Regions from separate parts of the Mus musculus genome. Here region 1 is linked to region 2. The links are chromatin contacts, called in public HiChIP or PLAC-seq maps. All regions are on one chromosome and are shown on one strand. Each heading gives the region's core, a stretch centred on a gene start, on an enhancer-like site or on the middle of the called end of the contact. The rest is flanking DNA. Distances are from core to core; before and after follow the strand shown. Region 1 overlaps Focad (focadhesin). Region 2 holds the start of Focad (focadhesin).

Region 1 (5,580 bases), core at 1,864-4,363, 180 kb after region 2:
GTAGACAAGAATGGGGGAGGGGACGGAAACCACCAAAGACAAGATACACCTTCATGAGCATAGCCTAGGAGACCCACTTTCTCTGACATTGCCACCTCCTAGAAACCTATTCAGTTGAACTTCTGAATGGCTTAACTCATGGATGTGGTTAGCACACTCAGGGACTTCACTCTCCAAGAATTTTATGAGCTGCACATCAAGGTTTAATGTGTGGTTGGTGGGATGCCTGATATTTAAACCATAACAGGAATTGTTTGGTAATGAAGCATACTTGTTAAAAAACAACTTTGTAAGGCAAGTTGCATTTCCCACCATTTAAATTGATCTAAAACCTTCTTTATATGGCGACTACTTTATAAAATCTTATCTTTTTTATCATAGTGTTCTCTCTTTTCAGAAGATATTTTTTAGTTAAGACATATGAGTTAATGCATAGAGCACTTGGATAAGTATCTTGATTAGCATAAACACTGAATGTCAATAAATATCAACTTTTCACACTTACGCTATTTTCTTTTTGTTCCCCTTTTTATTGGATATTTTATTTATTTATATTTCAACTGTTATCCCCTTTCCTTGTTCCCCTCACCTCCCCCCACCGAAACTCCCTATCATATTCCCCTTCCCCCTGCTTCTATGAGGGTGCTCACCCACCCACCTACCTACCTACTCTCACCTCCCTGCCCTGGCAGTCCCCTATACTGGGGCATAGAACCTTCATAGGACCAATGGCCTCTTCTCCCATTGATGTCCGACAAGGGCATTCTCTGCTACATATGCGGCTGGAGCCATTGGTTCCTCCAGGTGTACTCTTTGTTTGGTGGTTTAGACCTTGGGAGCTCTGGTTGGTTGATATCGTTCTTCTTCCTATTGGGTTGAAAACCTTTTAAGCTCCTTCAGTCCTTTCTCTAAATTCTCCATTGGGGGCCCCATGCTCAATCCAATGATTGCCTGCGAGTATCTGCTTCTGTATTTGTCAGGCTCTGGCAGAGCCTCTCAGGAGACAGCTTTATCAGGTTCCTGTCAGCAGCACTTGTTGGTATCCACAATAGTGTCTGTGTTTGGTGTCTGTATATGGGATGGATCCCCAGGTGGGGCAGTCTCTGGATGGTCATTCCTTCAGTCTCTGCTCCACACTGTCTCTGTATTTCCTCCCGGGAATGTCCTTATTTCTTTCTTCTTATACTGGCATGGGGTACTTTCTGCCACTCTTTGCAGTACTGGGGATTGAGCCCATGCCTCTTCTCTGCTAAGGAGTACTCTCACTGAACTCTCCCTAGTGACCTTCCCTCCCCTCCCCTCCCCTCCCCTCCCCTCCCCTCCCCTCCCCTCCCCTCCCCTCCCCATCTTTCTTCTTTCTTTTGTATTTATGTTTTGAGACAGGGTATTGCTACATTGCCCATGCTGGCCTTGGAATTTGTCTTGCAGCAATGATAGACTTGACTTGGAATCCTACTACCTAGACTTCCAAAGAAACTGGAATTACATGACTGAACCACCATGCCTAGCTTGCAATATTCCTAACTTATGACTAAATAAGCATTTGAGTTTTCGTGGTTGTTGACTTTTTACATTTGTTTTACAGGTTGTCTGTATCCGCTCCACTTGGAATGCTCTCTCTCCCAAGCTGAGCTGTGACATGAGACCACTCATATTGAAGACCCTGAGTGAACTGTTCTCTTTGGTTCCTTCCTTAACAGTCAATACAGTTGAATATGAGGTACGTGTTTAGAACCCAAGAAGCTGATTTTTCAGGAAAGCTGTATGATATGATGACCGCTTTTCGAATTAATCCTTCACTTTTACAATTAGTTTATATAAAAGGAGATTATGTTTTTATTACGAGAATTGTCAAGACTTTAAAAGCACATTTTATGTTAAAAGTACTGTTTCTAAAACAATAGTGTATAATATTAGCTGTTTAAAACCATTAGTTTAAATGTTTTAAGTCAAAAAGCATAAGCATTAAAACTTATAGAGGCAGGATGTATTTTTGCATTTTTACGAGGTCATGCTTATCATTATAACAACCTGAATCACTCCTGGGAATCTTTGCTCTACAAGTAAGGTTCCTCTGGCGTTGCTTAACATTGCTTCCTAGCTCCTCTTAGAGTGAAATAGTCAAACAATTAAAATTACATTTATGTCTTTACTTTTATAAGCTTCGGTCTCTTTTTCTCACCATTACTTTTCTCCTTTCAAAGAGCTCTAGAGTATTTTGCTTGGTGAATGTCCCGTTTAGTGCCTCTAATAAACTATCATACTTCAAGATTCTGTAACAGTCCTGTGTGTGTTTCAGATCAGGTGATTAGACAGAAGTATCAGAAAATACTTCTAGTCATGTTAAAGACTTATTCTATTTATATGTATGCATTCACTACGTGTGCCACATGTATTTGTGTATCTTCAGAGACCAGAAAATGGTGTTGGATTCCTGGGAGCTGAAGTTACAGATTGATGTGAGCCAGCAAGCATTGGTTCTGGGACTCTAATTCATGTCCTCTAGAATGTCAGTAAATACTTTTAACTGCTGACTTGTTTCTCTAGCCCCATTTCCCACCATTTAAAATACTGCACAACGAATAAAATCCCATCTATCATTGCCGAGGTTGAAGATCTAGGACTCTGCCTACAAAAGTGCATACTGGGTCCATAGTTGCTGAATGAACTGGGGAACCAGTGTAGGATGTTGCAAGTTTATTTTTATGTGTGGGCTTTTCTTTTATAACTATAAAAGAAAATACCTATTCCTTAATACTTTAAGGGAAAACTTTGAATTGTGACCCTTAGGTCACATAGTACAACAGCTGTCTTTGTTTCTGGCTATAATACCTGGGTGCTCAGTCTTATTTTGTCCAGAGCCTACAAGGTGTTTGATCAAGAGTTAAGTCTAAAATCCCCAGCAACCGCATGTTAGGCTCATTCATTATCTGTCCTCAAGGTTGGAAAAGCTTACACTTTTGAATTGCTTATACTCAACATTACTGGAATTTTGGTGTGGATTACTTTGTGAAGTGGTTTTTATGTGTTGGTTTTGATGTTTGTATATCCATGGCTGAGAAATGCCTTTGACCTAGATTATCTTCCGGATTTTACATCTACTGGGTCTGTCCTTACGCAATCAGCATTTTTTTTTCTTTTCTGTTATTCAGGCAGACTGCATTGAGACCATTTAACCCATTTCTTTCTTCTAAGTCAGTGTAGTCTGAACAGGAAGAGAGCTCTGCTGGTTAGCAGCAGTGAAGACAGAGGCAGAGGCGAGCTCTGCCGCTCTCCTTCCCCCAGCCTCCCTCTGTGTCTCCTTCCTCTTCCTCTCTACCTTTTTCACCCATCTGCTTTCTCACATTCCCTCTCTTTCCTTCTCCCCCTTCCTCCTCTCCTGTCACTGTTCCCTCTCTAATCTGTCTGTCCTGCTCTCTCCCTCTTCCTATGTGTGTGTTTATGTTGCTTTCATTTAACGGCCTAGCAGTTACTTGGATCGAAGCCAAAGTTACATTCAGTTTCCCCCAAACATTTCTTTTTGTTTCTTTTTTTCTCTTTAACTTTTTATTGACTCTTTCTGAATTTCACAGCATGTAACCCAATCCCACTCGTCTCCCTGCCTCTTCATATCTGCTCTCTGCCCTTGTAACCTGCCTCCCAAAAGAAAATAAAAGATAAAAATAAAAAAGAATGAAATAAAACAAAAAAACCAAATCAAACCAAACCCCATCTTTTTTTGTGGCAGCTGTGGTGTATCACAGTGTATAACACAGTGTACTGTTTTGTTCACACTTCTTTGATTGTAGATATTTACTGCAATGAACACTGATCTGATTCAAGGCCTCTGGCTTCTGCTATGCCATCCATTCTAGATCCTCATTGGGACATCTTTTGGATATCTTGTTGTTGTTTGTGTAATGGAGTCCTGTCATGGATTTGTAGGACTGGCCCTTTCACATGCTCCAGCAAGTCATAGATAGGGTAGATGTTGGAGTGGGCCTACTAAATGCCCTAGGTCTGGGCTTGCGTGATAGCTGAGTTAGTAAGCCTACCAGCCCTCTTGGACCTGCACCACTAGGAAGAGCTCCCTAGCACTGCCCCAGCTTGATGAACTAGATCACCCAATGCCACAGCCTGCAAGGGTTAGGGCCAGCTCTCCTACCTTCTACAGGTATGCGTGGGGGGGGGGGGATGGCATCTCTCCCTTGCCTAAACCACGTCATGGTGTTTGAGTGGGGGTGGGGGACCAGCTCTCCTAAGCTTATCCCTTGGAAGCTCTTGCCACATTACTTTTTTCCTTAGTCACTTGAGAGCTTTCAGTTTGTCTGCGGTGAATCCCAGATAACCAAATTTGCCTTTTACAGCATGGCACTTCTCTATAGTACCATACCCGGCCATCCAGTGACACAAAGGATGTCTCCTATGTGTCTTCAAACCTTTCTATTTCTTTTATTCAAACTATTCCCTCTGACTAGACTTCCTTTCTTTTCATCTTTAATTTTAAAAATGTGCTTTATGAATTGTAAAATTGCATTATCTCATTCTATCCTTGGAGAATTTTCTTCCAGCAGACAGCTGCTGCTCTCAAACTTCTTTGTGTGCTTCTGTGAACATGTCTTTTATTTTATACTACAGGGATATATAATTTTTCCCACTAAACTATAATCAGTGCATCACAGAGTCCATGATTAAAGTGGATTATGCTTTTTAAATTGCTTTCTATTAGTTATGGTATATTTATTCATTGATTCAGAGTACATAAATTCAAACCATATTAGGCCATAGTGGTATTGATAAATAATGATGGATACTATTTTCAAATTCTTACTAAAATTGAAGCACCGAGGTTTTAAGAGTCATGTCCACTGAAGAAATGATCATTTATTGAATGTCTGATATATGCCAGGGAAGTAACTACATGAAAGTTGGCATCTAACCCAGAATTCTCCTGCTGGGTGCCCTCACTTCCCTGTCATACTCCATTGTCCACATCCTTGTCCTCCAAAGTGGAGGAAACAACAAACCTTGTTAGGGGGCATTCGGGATGCTGATTTCATTGGTGTCGTCAGACTGACGTCAAAGATGTGTAAGGCTGCTTCCCGTTGACGTCGGGGGCATGGGTTTTGTAAAGTTAAGGAGGGAAGAAGAATGGAGCGTGAGTCAGAGAGGTCAAGCACTAACCTTAACCCCGCCCCACACAAGGAAGACACTGAGCACCAGCAGGCAAGCAGTTCTGAGTTTGACTAATTATACCCTGAATAATTGTCATTAAAAGGAACCAGTCTAGGAATTGCGTTCGTAGTCTTTGAACTGAAAACGTCACACTGACGGCCGTATGACATGTGTGACTTAACGGGAATTAATCACGCCACATGCTGCCATGCACCTGCCATGCATCCAGTTAGAGGAAGATGCCCTGGGCACTTGTGGGACGGGACTAAGACTAGTGCCACAGATGAGTGACATTTGTAGTGGGACTTAAAGGGTCAGACACAATGGTCAGCTTTCTAGATGGTGCCATCTTGGCATTTTTAGTTATGTATGTGCGTAGATGGTAAATTTGAGCAGCTTTCCTTTCTGAGTAATGGGTTCAGTCAG
Region 2 (6,182 bases), core at 884-3,383:
GACTAAACCTCAAGGATGTGGTTAGTATCGTTATCAGAATAGTTTGATACAGGTACAATGTGACCCCATCACCTGGGAGGCTGAGGCAAGAGAATGGTGAGTGAAAGTCAACTTCAAGTATATAGTACTTTGGATGTGAGCCTGGGCAATGGAGTGAGACACTGTGACAAGGAAAGAGGAAGAGCAGGATATGGGGTAGGAAGGTTTGCAGGGGAGAGGGTCCTAGTGAGTATAGAGCACATACTTAGAATGCATGAAGCCCACAGTTTGACCTTTCAGAATCATCAGGGAGAAAATACAAAGAAACAAAAACAGTGTTGGGAGTCTTTACCCCATCTGCTATAGGAGGGCACTGAGAAGGTATTGTCTGTAGAGCAAGCCCCACACCAGATGACAAATCTGCTCATTCCTGGCTTGGGACTTTCTAGCCTATCGAATGAGGGATACATTTTTTATTATCTGTAATATATTCACTCAGTAAGATATTTTCTCATTGGAGTCAAAAATGGGCTAAGATCTTTCAGAGTAAGTATTTCCCCACAAGATCCTAAACTATCAGTTTTGGAGACAGACACTTTATTGAGAACAGGATGGCTGGTTTCAAATGTATCAGCTAGGTAAATAGCCTTGGTCAAAGTGTTTCATATTTTGTGCTTAGTTTCCTTATTTGAAAAAAATGTAATAACTTTACTATTCAACTTGGTCTGTGAATTAAATAAGTTGATATACTTAAAACAGTATACCAGACATAACTACATGCTCGATTAGGAACAAGTGAGCCTCAAGAAACACAGGAATAAGCCAGGGGTGTGGCCCATGCCTTTAGTCCCAGCACTTGGGGGGCAGAGGCAGGCAGATCTCTGATTTTGAGGCCAGTCTTGTCTACAAAAAGCATATTATAATGACCTTGCAAATTTAACTTACAAAACTGCTTGCTACAAAATGAGAGCCTGTCTCAAAAAACCAAATACAGGAATAGACAAAGGAAACAAATTTAAAATGTTCCTAAAATTTGTACTTGTGTAGTTGGAAAACTTATGGGAATATCATCAAACTAATAAAACCAAAAAGGTAATTATAAATCTCACAGAACTCCCATGTCCCCAAGGATATAAGCGATTGAATACAGGAACATGTTCAAAATTAATTTAGATAAATTCTTACAGAATGAATGCATTATAAGTTATTGGAAGATCTAGAGATGGTGTGTGGAATGTAATTATTGTTCTGAGGTGAAGTATAGGAAACCAAGAATTTCCTGTTAGCATATTATAATGACCTTGCAAATTTAACTTACAAAACTGCTTGCTAAATTCCTACCACAGAATTAGAATCTCTAGAGATGTACCCAGGCTTCTTTTAAAGCGTCCTAATGCTTCTAAAAGTGCATGGGGTTTCAGAAACAGTCAGGTAATAGATTTCTATTCCTTTTAACTTATTTATTTATTTATAAACGCAGTTGTTTTCGTTTCTGCTGCGTTGTGCCAGGTGTCACAGACTTCCCCTGTGGGACCATTCCTTCCTATTTCGCTAAAGAAAATGCTTGGCTATAATAAATGTTATATAACAATAATAGTCGTGGTAAAGTTCTTTGAGCCAGCTCTCTTTAGATCAAATTCCCCCGTAGCAGAAATTCCTGGGCCTTGACAACTATACAAGTAGAAGCAAGGGCACAGCAGGAAGAAATGAAGTCACTGAGCAGCAGCTCCAGGAAGCAAGCTGGCTCTGAACCCTAGCTATCATGAGTACTCCAACCCCGCTCCCCCTGCCCCTCCTCCCCACTCCAGTCACGAGGATTTACAAAATCTCCAAATATCAAGAAGCTGTCCTGCATCTCCTAAAGCTGCCAACAGGACTCCCTGGCTCTGTGCAGTGGCATCTCCAGACAGGATCCTTTGCTTTCACATCCCAGAGCCTGAAGATCAGCCTGCACCCCTGCGAAGTCTGGCTGTGGCTAGGGCTGGGACCCAGCTTCACTTCAACATCTAACTGCAGTGAGCCGCCAAGGCCTTGTCACGCATGCGCGCGAGGGGGCGGGCATCCCAGCAGAGGAGGCGGGACTGGTTCTTGAAGTAGGTTTCGTATTGGCTGTCTCCGACAGGACCCGCCTCCGAGCGGTGGAGGCGGTGCGTGGGACACGTCAGGCACGGGAGCAGGCTGTGCCTGTGGCAGAAGTGAGGTAAGCCATGCGGCGTGGCTGACCGTCCACCGGCGGCAGCCGGGTGGGCAGTTGCCGCATCGGGTCCGGCTGCAGCCGCGGTCACGGGGGCGAGGGCGACCGAAGCTGGACCACTTGGGCTGGGGTGCAGGCCCGCGGCGGAGCATGTGGCGGCAAGGCCGTGGCGTCGCGTGAGGCGGGCAGGGCATTTGACCTGCTGCCCCTATTGCTGGTCCAGCGAAGCGTCCGGCTCCCGGAGGATCTGGCCTCAAGCGGTTCCCTGGTGTAAGGCTCCAGGACCCGCTGGCAGTGGAGGGGCTTGGCAGCCGGAGAGGCTGGCACGATCTGTCTAGCTTACCTGCCTCAGGTTGCGGTTGTCACCCCTCCTTAACCCGGTCGCTGGTTCGGGGCAGCGCCAGAGATCCTGGTGTCCTCTTGTCTGGCCTGGGGTGACTGTCTGAGTTCCCCGGGACTCAGACGCAGTTTTTGTCCACTTTAATGCAAAGGCTCTTGGGTGAGCAGAGCCTGTTTTCTGACTCAGGTCTCTGGCTCTGAAGAGTTTTTCTGTGGGGCTTCAGCGGTTGCAGGCGCCTGCGGTTGTGTAGGACTTAATCCCAGTTTGTTTCAGCCATGGTGCCTTGACCCCTTGTTTGTAGTTTTGGATCCAGTGAAATCATACCGTCATTGACTCATTCATTGCAAACTTTTAAAATGAGTTCCTTGGTGGATAGATAGTACCTGCCTTTGCTTGCATTTAATATGCCAGTGCTAGTGTCTGAGTTGACAAGATTTGAGATGGATTTTTTTTTTTTTTGTGGTTCATTTTTAGGATCTAGATTTAGATGCAAAAGATGAAGCTCTCTTGGACCTTATTCCAAGGGTTTTTTTTTTTTTTTTTTTTTTTTTTTTGTTGCTTTGGTTTATTTATTTATTTATTTATTTAATTTTGTTTTTTGCTTTTCCCTCTCCTTCTAATAAACCCTAAAGCCCATTGGCCCTGAGGGGTGATCCTAGTGCTTCCTATGGAAAAGTAAAGGGATGTGATTACAAGTATTCTGTAATTTTGGAATGTTCAAATTTTACAAAATTTACAAATGTTCAAGATTTACTGAACGGTGTTAGCAGTTGGGAACCAACTAAGTAAAAAACACATGATGTCATTTATGATTGTGTATTTTATGCTCCAGTGACAAGTGTTTCTGTTCACAAACACTTGACTAGCAAGCGAGTGAGTGCATGGTTACAATTTTGATTGACATCCAGTTTCTGCAAAGAAAGTACCATGACTCATCTAAATTTTGAAGTGTAATAATCATGAAGTTTTTTGTTATATATAAAAATACTCCATAGAGATAACTGGACAAGAATGCAGTTTTCAAAGCTTTTGACTTGCTTTGGTGATAAGTGATAGCCAAAACAACTGAATTATTTACTTACCAAATTAATCTTATTAACAGTTCACATTTCTTTGTTTTCCATATCTTGCTTAGTTTTTTTTTTTTGTTTCTTTTTTAATTGAAATAATTTAAAATTGTATCATGTTACTATTTGGTGGGTTTTAATTGCTTGATGGCTCTAATTGAGGCCTAATAATCCAAAAGTAAATAAATTGTTACTTCAAGGTAACAAATACCTGTATAGATGTGATAGATTTTTCTTATGGTAATTGATTAATGGTATTTACACATAGTAGAGATCACCCTTTTCTAGTATAAAATGATTTCAAAGGTAATTATTCTGATATTCCGAGCCTCATGATATTTGACATTGTCCATAAACTGTTAGTTGAATTAATATTAATTAGAGATGTAAATCAATTATAATCACTATTAGTATAGAGCTCTTTCATATGATAAAATACAGCTTAGCCCTAGAAGTATAGTTTAAATCTGTGACTTATAAATAGCAATTAATTGAGAAGAATTTATGTGTACCATTTCCATCATGGTAAATAAGAATTGCTAAGCTAATTGGACAAGTGTTGTTTGTCAGCTTCCTCTATAAAAATTATTTCAACCTTTTTAAAAATGTAGATCCCATTCATTTCACACACTAGATTACAAAATTTGAAAGTGTGTAAAAAAGATTTTTAATCTGTTTCAAGTCACACAATGTTGAGAGTAATGCAATGACATTTGTAATTTTTTATCACTTTGCTAACATATTTTCATTCATTCAGCCAGAGTCAGAGTATGCATGTATTTGTTTTATTGCTTGTTTATCTGGATAGATGAGAATGACCTTGAACTAATGGTTTTCTTGCCTCAGTCTACCCAAGGCTGAAATTAGGGCAAGTGCCACCCTTTCTGGTTTATATCTTGCTGGGACTGAAATAAATACTTTGTGCACTTAAAATGCATTATTATTATTATTATTATTATTATTATTATTATTATTACTATCATGTGTATTTACATGAGCCCAGATGCCTGTGAAAGCCAGAGGCATCAGATTCCTTGGATCTTAGAGTTATAGGCAGTTGTGAGCTACCTGATGTGAGTGCTGGGAGCCAAACTTGAATTCACTAGAAAAGTATTACGTACCCTTAACTGCTGAGTTGTCTCTCTAGGCATCTGAGTATTCTGGTCATACAGACCCCTTAACTTATGAATAGGTTATAGCCAGAAAATCTTACTGTAAGTCAGTAATATTGTACATCAAAAATGCATTTAAGAAGAATGAGCATCATGTGTAATTGTGTGGCAGACAGGTGCTTTTTGTGAGTTTGACGTCATCCTGGTCTACAAAGTGAGCTCCAGGCCAGCTAGGCCTACATAATGAGAACCTGCCTGGTTCAGTAGGTAAAGTGCTTTCTATGATAGCTGGATTTCTTAGTACCCATGTAAATGGTAAGTAAATGGGTGCCTTTAATTGCAGCATTCAAGAGCTTAGACAGAAGATCCCTGGGGCAAGATACATATCTATACTAGCTGAAATTGACCAGCTATGGGTTCAGTGAGAAACTTTTCCTCATTAAATAAAATGGAGGGCAATTGAGGAAATCAGTTAGTGTTAACTTTGGGTGCCCATACAATGTACATATACCCATACCCCCATATTTACCTGCAAATATGCCAATGTGTGTGTGTGTGTGTGTGTGTGTAAAAAAAAGTAAGAGTAAAAAAAATCACTTAATGTTGGTAGATGTGTGTTGTTGCTGTCTGGAGGATCTCCTTTTGATCTGCAGAACCTGTGTTTAAAAGGAATTTAGGGGTGGTGGCCTGTGGTCATAACACTAATTAAGAGAAGGTGAAGACAAGTAAATCACTGAGTCTGGGTGGCCTGCCAGCCTGCCTAGCCTGCATGGCCAATTCCAGGTCACTGAAAAACCCTGTCTCCAACAAAGCATATAGAATATCTGAGGGACAATAGCCGAGGTTCGCTTTGGCCTCTACCTACACATGTCCACAAGCACACATGCATGCATGCCCACACACATACATGCGCATCTGTGTGCACACACATACACATAATCCATTTAGTATACCTAGTTTCTTGCTCAGCGTGGTTTAGCAACAGTATATTCTACACTATGGACTGTTTATCCTTGTGATCTAGTGGCTGACTGGAAGCTGCTGCTTGCTGCTGCTTCCCAAAGAGTCCAGCCTCTCATCTTAGATTTCATATGTTGCTTGGTGAAGGAAAGATTAACATCATATTTTGAGGTATACTGTCTACTGAATGTATGCATATTACTCTCTCACTACTGTGAAGCCGAAAAGAAACACCAGTCAGACCATTTTAGTCAAGGACTGTCTTAATATTGTCATACCTTTGACTTTAAAGTCTGTACAGCTCTGGGTGATGTGATGTGTACATGTAGTCCTGGGTACTCAGGGAGTTGAGCCAAAGAGGAGTGCTTGAGCCCAGCATTTTGGTGTAAGCCCACAAGCATAGTGAGACCCACCCTCCTTTATATAAATAAATGTTAAGAAAGCTGCACAATTCCTCATTGTTTATGATGAGAAAGCATTTATTTAGAACAAAGTAAGGTGAGGATTCAAACTGCATATTCTGCTATTTA

What was found. HiChIP or PLAC-seq counts read pairs in DNA pulled down with a chosen protein or histone mark.
Region 1: a contact with region 2 is called in an H3K4me3 HiChIP or PLAC-seq map of bone marrow-derived macrophages, with 4 times the contacts expected there. The contact joins the enhancer-like site here to the promoter of Focad in region 2. A contact is called at or near these places in 10 of 39 promoter capture datasets (the 3T3-L1 cell line, the C10 cell line, the SN4741 cell line and 5 more), 3 of 484 Hi-C or Micro-C datasets (bone marrow-derived macrophages, double positive thymocytes and palatal mesenchyme) and 11 of 115 datasets of contacts at active chromatin or transcription factors (CD8 T cells, the SCID.adh cell line, bone marrow-derived macrophages and 6 more).

The regions. Positions count from the first base shown.
Region 1 is chr4:88,272,513-88,278,092 of GRCm38.p6, forward strand. Focad (focadhesin) reads left to right here. Exons shown (of 44, transcript NM_001081184.1): 16 at 1,586-1,720. Among named protein-coding and RNA genes, the nearest start is that of Mir491, 150 kb to the left of the region's middle. Within about 2 kb of position 3,114, at least 72 of the 459 cell types and tissues checked have an H3K27ac peak or open chromatin away from gene starts, as enhancers often do. A contact at or near this core is called in CD8 T cells, the SCID.adh cell line, bone marrow-derived macrophages and 3 more, where this site is marked.
Region 2 is chr4:88,092,497-88,098,678 of GRCm38.p6, forward strand. It overlaps Focad (focadhesin), which reads left to right and starts at 2,134. Exons shown (of 44, transcript NM_001081184.1): 1 at 2,134-2,179.